Linked DNA regions of Triticum aestivum: region 1 is linked to region 2. A link is a contact called in public Hi-C data. All regions are on one chromosome and are shown on one strand. Each heading gives the region's core, a stretch centred on a gene start, on an enhancer-like site or on the middle of the called end of the contact. The rest is flanking DNA. Distances are from core to core; before and after follow the strand shown.

What was found. Hi-C and Micro-C count contacts between places; a contact is called where the count stands out from the background.
Region 1: a Hi-C map of leaf shows a contact between it and region 2, with 7 times the contacts expected there. The contact joins the promoter of LOC123160778 here to the promoter of LOC123156161 in region 2. A contact is called at or near these places in 3 of 5 Hi-C or Micro-C datasets (all in leaf).

Annotation. Positions count from the first base shown.
Region 1 is chr7B:246,770,128-246,773,000 of IWGSC CS RefSeq v2.1, reverse strand. It overlaps LOC123160778 (traB domain-containing protein), which reads right to left and starts at 1,306. Exons shown (of 7, transcript XM_044578615.1): 1 at 874-1,306; 2 at 672-787; 3 at 506-594; 4 at 343-417; 5 at 163-255; 6 at 1-31. The coding sequence starts at 1,217.
Region 2 is chr7B:246,285,198-246,287,953 of IWGSC CS RefSeq v2.1, reverse strand. LOC123156161 reads left to right here and starts at 1,468. Exons shown (of 1, transcript XM_044574329.1): 1 at 1,468-2,756. The coding sequence starts at 1,783. It also overlaps the pseudogene LOC123156164.

The sequences.
Region 1 (2,873 bases), core at 57-2,556, 490 kb before region 2:
ACTCGTACGGGCTAACCGCAGCTTTCTCATCCTGCTGATAGTTAGCAGCCAGACATGCATGCATGTCAGTAAGACTAAGACGGTAACTGCAAAAAATGGTACTTTGGCTAATTGATTAACAGGAAGACTGGAAACTGGAGCAACACAGGTAGTAGCATTTACCGGCATATCGGTGGTTGAAGTGATTCCACGGAATAATGAGATTACGAGTTTAGTCTTTTCATCCCAGCTGAGGGATTTCAAAGCTCGTTCAAGCTACAAGAACAAAATGTGACACCATCAGTGACACATCACATGTAACTAGCATATGATCAGCTTGCTTAGTTGCAGATGTCCACATACAGTTATTTCAATAGGGCGATCCCCAAGAACGAGCTGAGCGCCAATATCTTCAGACACCCTCCTAGCTGCTCGGAACTGCATGAAGATTTGATAACAAAACAATTCGAGGTTCTGAGTCGTTCCATAACAATATGTGAAAGACTGACATGAGCAAACAGAGTACCTCCTCCCCAAACGGCCGGTTCGCGCCAGAAGAAATCTTGGAAGAAAAAACAGCCAGGAGCAAACGCAGAGCAAGAGCACTCTGTCCACCTGCACCGTCGCAAAAAGATGGCAATGAAATCAGCAGCGTTCCATTTGTTCGAGGAACCTGAGGTAGCACATAGTACCCAGGTTGATGCTCCGGTTGACGGCTCCCAAGAACTTGGCGCCGCCGAGCGAAAACATGTTGGATTTCAACAGCGGCTCGCCGGAGGCGTCGTCGGAAGCGTACATGATCCCGGCTCTGCAGTAAGGGCACTGCAAAGGCACCGCTCAGATTTCGAAGAGAGAAACGGTGATGATACGGTCGGTCGGGATACTGGATCATGCCTGCTCCGGCAGAGTTCGACGACGACGTTGTCGGGGTGGACGGCACGGAGCACGCGCTCGACCTCGTCGGCAGACTCCGCGGAGAGGTGCGAGGTCCCGAGGATCCACACGTCCTCGGGCTCAGCGAAATCCGGCGGCCGCCACGCCGGCACCGGCCCGAACCGCCGCCGCGGGACGCGTACCAGTGCACCGGACTCGACCAACCCAGCCAGCGCGGGGTCCGCGGTGGCGGCGCTGGCACGCGTATCGGCGAGCGACGCGGACCGGTAGTCGAAGCACGGCGGCGGAGGCGGCAGGGGCGGCCGGAAGGACGCGGCTGTGGATGGCGTGGGGCCCGCTGCCATTTCTTCTTCTGGTTTGTGGTGCCCGCGCAGACGCGCGGCGCGGGAGGATATTGTGACAAAATTATGGGCGGCTGTGGAGCGCTTGGTCCGGAGATGGATGGCGTAAATGGGCTCGGTGCCACTCGCGTAGTCGCGTTACGCCGATCTCGGATCCCGATCGTATAGATTTTCTGCAGAATTTTTGTGACACATTCGGCCCTGCACTAGGCCAGTTGCAACAAAAAATTAGTAAGCCCAAACTCCCCCTATCAAATTTACGAACTTTTTCACACAGTTCTAAAAAAATGATTTTTTTTACATTAGTAAACTTATTTTAAAATTTTGAACTTTTAAATATTCGTGATTTTTAAAAAATTTATGATTTTTTTAGATTCATGGTTTTTTAAAGTCAACGATCAACTGATATTACATAAATCTACGCAGTTGCCCAAGAATTCTCTATATATTCTTAATCAACGTCCTATATATAGAGAGAATGGCCCTCACCAACTGAAAATACCAATTTGTTAAGAATCAATTGAAGTGAAGCCATAGTGTCACCGTTGGCTGGAATTGATATATTCACGAGATCCAGGTCACAATTTGTATTGACTAAAGGAATAGTAGGGATTCAATCTGACGGCGATCAGCCGATCAATGGCCGAGTTGTCAACCCTGAGAACCAAGTGAGGGGGAGGGAGCAGTGCTCGGTTTGCTTGCTGGGCCAGCCCACACAAGTAGCGCATGAGCGCATCTCTGCTTCCTTGATGCATAAAGCGTTGTATAGGAGGTCTGGAGGTTTGGTAGGCTGCATTGTTTTTGTCCTCCCTGCATCTGTGGCTGAGCAGCACGTGACTCGGGTTACACATGCCAAAATCATGTTGTGAACATCACCGACGGGAATGGGCAAAGGGTCCTGCAGATTGAGACCTGTAAAGTGAAGGGAGAGAAAGACAAGTGTACTTCACACGCGTCTTTGCGGTGTAAACAACAAATTTACATGAAAATATAACCGACTTAAGGAAAGGATCAAAATGTTCACGTCCCACACCGACTTAAGCCGAGCACTAGACAACCTCAGTGGTCCGGGTCCGTCGCTCACACCCCGAGCCGGCTCCTGTGAACGCCGTTGCGCCTGCTCATACCCGGGTTGGCCAGCGGGTGAGCGACGCTGACAGGCAAAGCCGGCGGCCCGTCGTGTGCAGGGCGTCGCGCTAGAGGGTGCACTAGGTCGCAACGAAAACCATTACAGAGAAGTGGCCTTGTTCACGTCCACGCCCCACGCGCCATGGACCCCAGAAAAAACCGGGTGGTTACGTGGCGGCCGTGGAGATCCGATGGCGAGGAGCGCGCCACCGAGTAATCGAGCCGAGGCACGAGTCGCAGCCGGCCATGAGCCCCGTGCGGGCCCAGCTGGTGCAACCGAGGATCTAACCGATCCGATGGGGGTTGTGTGTGTCGCGTGCCCCTACTGGCGTGACCGGACCAGCCCACATAGAGTCGAAGACGCCGCCATGCGGGTTCGGCCTCCCTATTGCGCACAGGACCTCGCACGCGAGACCGCCACACAACACCACAAGACTTTGGCCCTATGTGCGTCCGCGGTCCATCCGGCATGTACGTGGGGGGTCGCCCAGGTGCACGCCGTCCGGACATATTAGACGGCAACGAGAGTCT
Region 2 (2,756 bases), core at 219-2,718:
GGCTGACGGGCTCCACCACGGACCGGAACTCCAGCGTGCCGACGTCGACGCAAGCAGCCTCGCAGGGGCCGCGGGGAGCAGCCTCACAGGGGTCGCGCTGATGCCTCTGCTCGGGCCGTAGAGATGGCCCGCCGCGCCCGCGCCGCACTTGTCGGCGAGGCCGACGCACGCGAGGCTGTGGAACGACGACGCGGCGTGGCGGCTCCGCTACGTTGCACCGATACGGCGATACGATCACGCCCTCCAGCTCCCGGCAACCCTCCAACCCCCCAACCAACCGACCTCTCGATCGATCGTAGCAGCTTCTCCTTTTTCGATGGCGGTGGATCTGACCCCGAGGCAGCCGGCCAAGGCCTACGGCGGCGCCTACTACGAGTGGAGCCCCGCCGAGCTGCCCATGCTCGGCGTCGCCTCCATCGGCGCCGCCAAGCTCTCGCTCGCCGCCGGCGGCATGTCGCTTCCCAGCTACTCCGACTCCGCCAAGGTCGCCTACGTCCTTCAGGATATGCATACCACCGATCCATCGATCCCCTCTCGCAGACTCCCACCCCCCCTCCCAGCGCGATCGCTGTCTGGTCTGTGCGGGACCCGAATTCTGCTTCGGTCGTAGACGGTCGCGGGTTGATCGAATCTGTTTGTTTCAGTATCTAGTTCAGATCGAAAGCAGCAGCCGATTGGAATTGGACAGAGTCTCAGGTCTTCTAAATTATATGTCTGTCTACTACACGGTGTGGTCAGTTCTGAAATCGTGCTAGTTGTTCAGTCTCGTCAGTTCAGTTTAACAAAAACGAACAGTATTGCGATGCTTTACTGAATTGTTGATGGTCGCATATGAATCTAGCTTGTTGGTTTCAGACTGAATTTTTTGTGGTAGCGGGTTAATCTGTAACTTAGATCGATTGCTTCTGTAAATTGGTTTCAGATAGGCGCAAGCTCCTCACCAACCTCATGCTCTCCGAGAACCCAGGTAGCTAACCAGATCGACCAAATGCATCGCATTCACATGCAAACCTGTTGTTGAGCAGAGTGTAGTTGGCGTCGTAGCGATCTTGGTCATGAGCTCTGTAACATTGCTGAATCGAGGAAACGGCAGGGGCCTTTGTGCAAAATTGCAAGAGCTGACCGGTCCACCCTCTAGACTGCCACTTGTCATGTTGTAATTGGCTGTGGACCAAAACATCACATAGGGTGTCAAATTGTGGGAGTCCTCAGTAACATTTTGCAAGTTTTGAACTAAAACATCACATTCTGTGCAAGTTTGTGGATCTGGGGTGCTATTACCTCGTAAAAATCCATGAATCCGGGGGAATGGGAAAGCAACTCTGTCTGCTCTGGTTTACCATCCATCATCATACAAGTGAATGCATGTTCAGGTTGAAGACAATCATCCAGGCCAGATTAAAAAGGGCTAATACTCATCCATCATCCTATATAATCATCTGTCATTCAGCGGTTTCTCATTGACTGGAACTGCATACCAGCCTCCATGAACCAGATGGGTGCTGCTGCTTCACGCTTTCTTGCTACGTCGCTGTCTGCGCGAGCCTGTGGACTTGGCTAGCTCAAGGAGAAACTAAAGGTTTCCCCCGGCAGCAGGAGAGCCACTGGCGCGCACATCGTCGTTCATCACCAGCTAGCGAAGCAAACAAGGAGCTCAGAAAGAGGCGGCCGCGGCCGGCCGGCCATCCGGTCGCTGTCCGACAGCTCCTAGACAGCGGCGTCGACCGCGCCCGGCCGGCGCCGAGCTAGCTAGCCCAACGACAACCTGCCCATGAGGCAACCATGCTCTTCCTCTTCACAAAGTACTTATCCAGGGGCAGCAAGAACGCGGCAGCCGGCGACGACGACAGGAGGCAGAGGCAGAAGCAGAAGCAGCGCGAGATGCCGGCGGCGTCGGCATCGAATGGGGCTGCGGACCGCGAGCACGGGTGCATGCCCGGCTGCGTGCCGGTGCGCGCCAAGCGGACGGCCACGGTTACGACCGTCACGACCACGTCGGCGAGGACGTCGCGGCACAACTTCGTCAGGTCAGCGGCGTCGGGGCTGTTCCCCGGGGCGCCGGTGTTCACCAACCACGAGTCCCTCCCGCCGCTCCCTGAGGCCTACTCGGAGTTCGCCTCCGCGTTCCCGCAGTACGGCGGGCTAGCCGGCTCGGCGGACGCGATCAGGGACGGGGAGTACAGGCACCTCGACCGCCACGTCTGCCTGGACTACAACGGGATGAACCTCTTCTCCCACGCGCAGATGAACTCGTCGCTGCCGTCCACGTCAGCTCCGGCGGAGCCGTCGGCGTGGCAGCCCCCCTTCTTCGACATCGCGTACAGGTCGGCGAGCCTGCGGTCGCAGGTGCAGCAATGCGGGGACGGCACTGCCGCCGCATCCGCGGCGGGGGGCATCAGCGGCGCCGTCACGAGGCGCATCATGGCGTCCCTTAAGATCCCCGAGGACGAGTACACCATGGTGTGCACGGCGAACCGGACCACGGCCTTCCGGCTGCTGGCAGAATCCTACTCCTTCACTCCCGGCGGCGGCAGGAAGAAGCTGCTCTCCGTGTACGACTACGAGAGCGAGGCGGTGGGTGCCATGGCTCAGAGCGCGCGCAGCCGCGGCGCGGAGGTCATGAACGCGAGCTTCGCGTGGCCGAGCATGCGCGTCCACGCCGCGGACCTCCGCAAAAAGCTGCTCCGTGGGCGGCGGCGGCAGCGCGGCCGCGGGCTCTTCGTGTTTCCGCTGGTGTCCCGCATGACCGGCGCGAG